Linked DNA regions of Sarcophilus harrisii: region 2 is linked to region 1. The links are chromatin contacts, called in public Hi-C maps. All regions are on one chromosome and are shown on one strand. Each heading gives the region's core, a stretch centred on a gene start, on an enhancer-like site or on the middle of the called end of the contact. The rest is flanking DNA. Distances are from core to core; before and after follow the strand shown.

What was found. Hi-C and Micro-C count contacts between places; a contact is called where the count stands out from the background.
Region 2: a contact with region 1 is called in a Hi-C map of heart, with 7 times the contacts expected there. The contact joins the promoter of PSMA4 here to the promoter of WDR61 in region 1. A contact is called at or near these places in 2 of 3 Hi-C or Micro-C datasets (fibroblasts and heart).

Annotation. Positions count from the first base shown.
Region 1 is chr2:629,345,184-629,348,571 of mSarHar1.11, reverse strand. WDR61 (WD repeat-containing protein 61) reads left to right here and starts at 1,449. Exons shown (of 13, transcript XM_031956776.1): 1 at 1,449-1,537; 2 at 1,982-2,147; 3 at 2,353-2,401; 4 at 3,223-3,245. LOC116421976 (a long non-coding RNA gene) reads right to left here and starts at 1,416. Exons shown (of 4, transcript XR_004232574.1): 1 at 1,231-1,416.
Region 2 is chr2:629,533,036-629,536,533 of mSarHar1.11, reverse strand. PSMA4 (proteasome subunit alpha type-4) reads right to left here and starts at 1,865. Exons shown (of 9, transcript XM_031956783.1): 1 at 1,778-1,865; 2 at 149-174. The coding sequence starts at 151. HYKK (hydroxylysine kinase) reads right to left here. Exons shown (of 5, transcript XM_012540559.3): 5 at 3,286-3,498.

The DNA of each region.
Region 1 (3,388 bases), core at 200-2,699:
CATCCCCACTTTATAGCTGGGGAAACTGAGGCTGATAGAGGTTAAGGGACTTCCCCAGAGTCGCAGAGCTGTTACATGTCCAAGACCAGATTATAAATTCTTCTTGACTCTGTCCAGACCTAGGCCTATTGTGCCACCTAGCTTCTCATTCAGGGAAGTAACTTGCCTACATCAGCATTAAAACCTGCCTAGCTCCTCACTACCATTTTTGGGTCTTCATATCAAGTTAAACCAAAAAAAAAAAAAAAAAAGGCATTTATTAAGCACCTATTGTGTGCCAGGCACCGTGCTAAGTATTGGGGATATAGAGGAAAGCAAAGACCGTCCTGCTGTCCAGGAGCTCACAGATTAATGGGGGAGAAAACAGCAACAATATGATAATAGTGCCTACTAGGTCCAACCCAATGCTTGGCACTCAGCATTAATATTTAATATTATTAATATTATCAATAGTAATTGATATTCTCTTATTTGAGCCTCAAAACAAGACTGGAAGGTCGGTGCTATCCTTTATTTTACAGTTGAGGAAACTGAGGCAGAATTAAGTGACTTGGTCCCGGTCGCCCTGCTAGTAACTCTCCGAGACTGGATCTGAGGAGCTCTGCCTCCAAGGGTCCCCCTCCAACCACCGAACCCCGTCGATGCTCCTCGCAGGTTGCCTGCCGGTGTGCAGACAAGATGGATGAAGGGCGGCTTGGAGATAATGGGGAGCGGGGAGGCGCTAGAATAAAGGGGGCCTTTATTGGTTGTCTCCTGCCGGATCCCTCTCTCCAGCCAGGAGAACACATCTCAGGGGAGGGGAGGCGCGCTGGGGCGGGGGAGGGGTGTGCAATGGACTTTTCCTTAACATCACAACTAAACACGGACCACAGGATTCCCTCTTCTCTGCCTTCGGGTCCCAAGAGAAACATTTCCTGTAGACATGGGACCTGTAGGAAGCCGGGCGGCACAGAGGACCGGGGAGAGCCTCTCATCAGGGAGGGAGAGCGCGAATGCCTGGGGCAGGGAGAAGGGCTCAGGGTGGCGGATCTCCTGGAACGGGACACGATGTGAGGAGGAAAGGGGGAGGGAGCAGGTCTGGAGGGCTTTGAATGTCAGACAGAATCTGTATTTGCTGCTGCAGGCAGTAGGGAGCCACGGGGGTTTATGGAGTAGGAGAGTGACAGAGTCAGACCTGCTCTTTCGGGGGTGGAGGGGAGAGACAGGCTGACCCATCCGAGACTAACGCACCGATGCGGGTGAAACTGATCTCAAGAAGGTGAAATTGACCGCAAGCGGGTGAAATCGAAGCAGCGGCGGTGAAATCGAAGCAGCGGCGGTGAAATGGACTATACTCTCTGCTTGGGTACCCTAGCCTTGCAGCCGAGAGCGCCGCCGCGCGGGAGCTGAAGCCCCTCCCACCGGCGGCAGCCCAGTGCCCATTGGTCGGCTCGGCGAGGAACTCTCGGCGTAGAAGCTTCCGGCACACATGCAGACACTCGGCTGCTTCAGTCGGACGTCACGGCCTAGGGCTCCCAGAAGCTGAGTCGACCGCCCGGTGCGTGGGGAGGAGTCAGGGCCTTGCCCACCCTTTTTCAGGTGGAGCCCGAGAGCAGACCCCGGGACTCTTACCCGGCGGCCCCGCGCTTCGCGGGGATTGTTGTTCACGCTCTCGCCCCTCCCATTGCCCCAGCTGGGTTTGTTTCCCCACTTCCATGTGGTCTGGAGAGAGGGGCGGGGCTCTAAAAGTGGGGGCGGAGTCAGGACGAATGGGCGCGGCCTGAAAGCCGTTTCAGCCTTTCCTCCCCTTTCGCTATCTCTTCGCCTCTTGAGTCCAAAGAAAGAGGCGGGGCCTGGCCGCAGGGGGGGGGGCCTGGGCCGCTCCCTCTTTGACTCTTTAGAGCCCCGGGGTGGGGGGGCGGGGAAGAGGGCGGGCACTTCTGCTCCTTAATCTAAGAGGCGTGGCCTGAGGGCCGTCTCATCTTTCTTTCCTTTCCTCCAGAGCCCATTCGGGAGCGAACGGACTCCACAGTGCCGCGTGGCGCGCATTCGGAGGCTTGTCGTCATCTCTGCGCGCGCCGCCGTCCTCAGCTCTACGTCATAAACCGGCGCCGCTGTCGCTAAGGAAGAGGTTGAACTGAGCACCGCTGCAAGGCATCCCGGAGCTGGTGGGTCAGGGCCGGGGAGCCTGGGGGCAACTGGCGGGGGGCATCTGCCAGGGCAGAGCGGGAAGTCGGCCTCAGACCGTGCTCCCCGCCCGCCGGAGGTGCTCCATGGCCAGGGGCGGGGGGGAAGAACCAGGGACAGGGGGGCAGCTTCTGGGCGCGGGCTCCCTTCCGCCGAGGCTGCCCCTAAGACGCCTCCTTTTCACAGAACATTCCGCCTGTGCCGATTCTCCTGGCCTGAAGAAATGAGCGTCCAGGTAAGGGGAGGTGTGACCCCGCCCCCGAAGCCCAGCCCCCTCCCAGCTTGCAGCGACCCTCCCCCCCGCCCCCGGGGGGCTCCGTGTGTGCGCAGTAACCCTGGCCGGGGGGGGGGCCCTGGGCAAGGACTCAGCTCGGTTTCCCCGCTCTGTGAAGCGGCTTGGAGCGGGAAATAGCCGCTCCTCCCGGTGCCCCCGCCAGGAGGCCCCAAACGGGTCCGGCGAGGGCCCCTGCCAGGAGCAGGTGACGTAAGCGCGGCCCGAGGAGTTACGTCATTGATGATCTCTTCCCTTGTGGCACCTCCTTCTATTGGGGGCGTCCTCCCCCGACCTCCCAGACCGCGCTTCGGGACCCCCGTGGGGAAGCACAGAGTTAGGCCTTGGTGTCAGCAAACGTTTGCTTCTGTCACGCATACCTGCCTACCCTGGGTTTCTTAAACGTTTCTCGGGCAGAAGGGGAGTGAGCGGGAAGATTGGAGAAGCCCTGTCCCGCCGGCCCGAGGTTCCTCTTGGTCCGGACCTTTGTTCCTTTGGCCCCAGAAAGCCCAAGATCGGGGTCCTCACAGTTTTTAACTAGGGGCCGGTTCCCTGTGCGTCAGACTGTGTGCGGGAGGGCCGGGCTACAGCAAAAACAAAACCCTTGTTCTGTGGCCTTTAAATAAAGGAACTTGGCAGCCCTGGGGGCTGTGAGGGGGACAGTGGGCCGCGGGGCCGCAGTTTGAGGGCCCCTGCTAAGGGGTTGTTAGGAGAGCGTTGGCTGGATAAGGAACAGGTGAGGAGTTTCTCTGAGTGATGGGATTCCTCTTCTTTTTTCAGTACAGCATTCTCTTCAAGCAAGAACAAGGTATGAAACACTGTTCCGGCCTTCATTTCTCACCAGAAAGCAGCGTAATGTAGATTTGCAGGGGTGAAAGAAGTTCTTCGCTAGATCCCCGCTATAGTAACGACATCACAGGGTTGGTCTGAAAAGGTAGCTCTGGGCAGATA
Region 2 (3,498 bases), core at 616-3,115, 190 kb before region 1:
ATAAAGTTAATAGTTTAAAAATCTTAGGATTACTTCCCCCAATTGTTTTCTACCCATTTTCGTTTTCCCAAGCTCCAGAGGCATGACAAGCAGTGCTCTTTGTCACCAATACCACCGTGAAGCTAGTACTGGCATGTCCGTAACTTACCATGTTTCCTGTATTTTATATTAGTCCTAGAAAAATAAAACAAGTCTATTACTAAGAGAAAACATTGTGATAACAAATCTATTACTAAGAGAAAACATTGGCAGTTTTCCAGGCATTTAAAAAATGTTACAAGAGCTTTTCTTAATGACAGTAATTGATAACAAATGTCTGTTTTTTTTCCCCACTTAAAAATATTACAGGGCAAAAAAAAAAGCACAGCAGCTTTATCAAACTATTTTACTGACCAAAACTAGAAGAGAGTTTTTAAGAAATTAGCAATGGGAGCAAGGAGAGGAAACATTAACTGACCTACTCCGGACTGTTTCACAAATGCCTCATCTGATCCTCACTACATGCCTGGGAGACAGATGCTGTAATTCTCACTTCACAGTTGGGGATTCTCCGGCAAACAGGGTTAAGGGGCCTGCCCAGGGTCGGGCACACTGCTACTGAGTGTCTGAGACCGAAGCCCTCCGGACTCGGGCCCAGCCCTGTCCCTCTGCCACCGTTCCCTGCCGGGATTCTGCACTCTAATTCTCAGGCTATATTTCCGCGGGCCCTTCGTCCGTCCCCTCCCACTTACGGCGCTTCCAGGAGGAAAAGACCCAGGCCAGCTGCTCCGGGGGAGGGCGAGCGAGGCTCTGCCCCTCAGACGGGGACCCTGCAAGCCCCGCCAAGATCGTTTCCTCCGGCGCAAAAGGAGGGAAAAGCGGCTCCGGGTGCAAGAGCAGGAGCTAGGATTACTGTCTTGTCCCCAACGAGGAAACACCACCCACATCGTTACTTTTGTTGCAACTTTAGCCCTCGTTGCTAGAGCCGGGAGCACCTGCTCTTGCCCCCTCCCCTCGGAGCCGCTCTCGGGGGATGGGCCAACCCCACCTCCACAGCCCCACACGCCGCCCGCCCGGGGGGTAGTCGGGGAAACACTCAGGAGGGCCGGACTCCCAAGATCCCTCGGGCGTGTCAGCCGAACAACAAAGCGAAAGCGAAGGTTCTCAGCGGCCCAGACAGTCAGAGAGGGCCCGGCGCCGCCTGCGCCCGCGGGGAGGCAGGGCGGGGGTCGCGGCGGTCACTGGAACCCCGGCTTGTGCCCTGGGGAGGGGGAGGCCCGGGCCCGTTTCCTCCCTTACCCCCGCGCACCGAACACCGGCGGAGCAGCCGGCGGGCTCTGGGCCCCGCGGAGCTCGGCACGGACGGGGGCGCGAACTTGCCGAGCCCTATCTGACGGACGGGGAAGCTCGGGCTCGGAGAAGACTGGGCGCCGGACCGCTTCCCCTCGGGACGGCGGCGCGTCCCGGCCCAGGAAGGCCTCCGGGGTCCCCCACGCCCGGGCGCTCCGGACGCGAGAAGGTCCCCACGGACCCGCTCGGGACTGTGACAAAGGCTAAGGACACGGCTCCCGCCCGCGACCTCGGGTCCAGGGAGAGCAGCTGCGGGCAGGCCGCCTGGGGTCCCCCTCCCCACAGCGCAGGCCGGACGGTGGCCGCCAAGGGACGCTGACGTCAGGCCCGGGGGCGGCGGCGTCTGCACCGTCATGGTGCCGCGCGCGAGACCCCAGGAAACCAAGTGGGGCCGGGAGGGGCGGAGAGGTCCGGCCGCGCCCGGCCCTGAGGGGCGGCGGACACTCACCGAGGGTGCCGGGGGTCGCCGCGGGTCGCTCCGCCGGGTCGGGGACGTGCCTCAGCGAGCCGCCGGCCGAGTTCCGCCGCTACAAATGGCCGCTCGCGCCTGCGCACTGCCGGCGTAGGGGGCGGGGCCGCGCCTGCGCAGAGTGCCGGGGGCCAATCCGAGGCGGGGAGCACGTGGGGAGCGGCCCGGGACCGGGTCGGACTTCCCGAGGGCAGCCCCGGGACGCCCAGGTGGGCTCTCCCTTCCCTTTCCCTGCTTCGTTAGGTTTGCTTCCTCCGCCTGGTGCGCCTTGTGGCTTTCTGCCTCGTGGCCTTTCCCCAGCGGCAGCAGAGATCCGGCTCGCTTCTTACCGGGGCCCCCAGAGGAAGCAGGGACTGCTCTCCCCGCCCCCCACCCGGAGGCGAGCCCAAGGGGGGGCGCCGTGATACACCTTCCCGCCCCAGGCACGGGCACGTGGCGTGAAGCCGCTGCACGCGGCGCGGGGGAGACCGAGCGCCCCCTCCTCAGGCGCTCCCGTCCCACGCGCGGCGCGGGGACTGCGCCCGGGAGGAGACTGCGGCCCGGCACGCTGTCTCGCGCTTTCGCCCGAGTGGTGGTAACGAGTCCCCTCCTGGGCGCGCTGCAGTCCGGGCGCCTTAGACCCCCGCCGGAGGCGGGTCGGAGGGCGGGCCCTCGGGGCGCTAAGCTCGAGGCCCGGGCCCTGGAAGCCTCCAGGCGGGCCGGAGGGGGGCGTCAGCGCCAGGTTAACTGAGGCTGCGCCACTGGGTCCGAGGTCGCGGTCAGCGGTGTGGCGGGGCCCTCCCCCTGGGCTTCCCGCACGGGGGCGTCGCAGCCCCTTACTCCGGGCGCCCCCGCAGCGCCGCGTCTGTAGTAGCGACCAGTCAGTCAGGGCCGGGAAACTCCTGTGGACACTTTGTGGGGAGTCCGTCGGGGGAAGCGTATAAACTCCCCGAGAGATACCTGGTCAGCGGGAAGAGAAGCCTGCGCCTCTAGAAGAGGCGGGAGGCAGGCTTCCGGGGAAGGGCTTGCAGGGAGCCAAGGAGCCGGGTGGGAGCAGCTCCGTAGCTGCTGGTAGATACCTGTGACGTCCTGAACATGCGTAGGACTGCTTGCCGTGGGGGGAGGGAGGGAGGGGGGAGGGGAAAAGTCGGGACAGAAGCGAGTGCAAGGGACAATGTAAAAACCAACCCAGACGTGGGCTCTGTCGAGAAAAAGTTATAATTTCTAAAAATACATAAAAAATTAAATAAAAGAAAAAATCTAGATCTAAAATCTAAAAAAATTAAAAAATTTAATGAGCATGGTTAGCATTTTCTCCATTACTTTCTTAAGGTCAGATAACAGAATAAACCAAGCCCTGATGTGTAGCGTTTGCGGATTTCTGAGGTCTGAAGGCAAGCACTGAACACTTAATAGTAGCCGTCTCTAACAACATCATGGTCTTTTCCAGTGGACAGGTAGTTGCTGGAACTTTCTTTTCAATCAATCACAGAGACGCAAGTTCTAGATCTTGGAATGGCTTTGTTTATTTTTAGTTTTAATACAGGTAGGATTTATTTAGTGCTTGGGGTTTATAAAGAAATTAATGATGACAGATTTTTTTTAGAGGAAGAAAAATTCATCAAATTTCATTAATATATTGAAGAAATGGATTTTCTGTTCCACGTTCCACACCCAGAGAACAGTATTGTTCCCATCACTGGCACCCCACCTCTGTGATA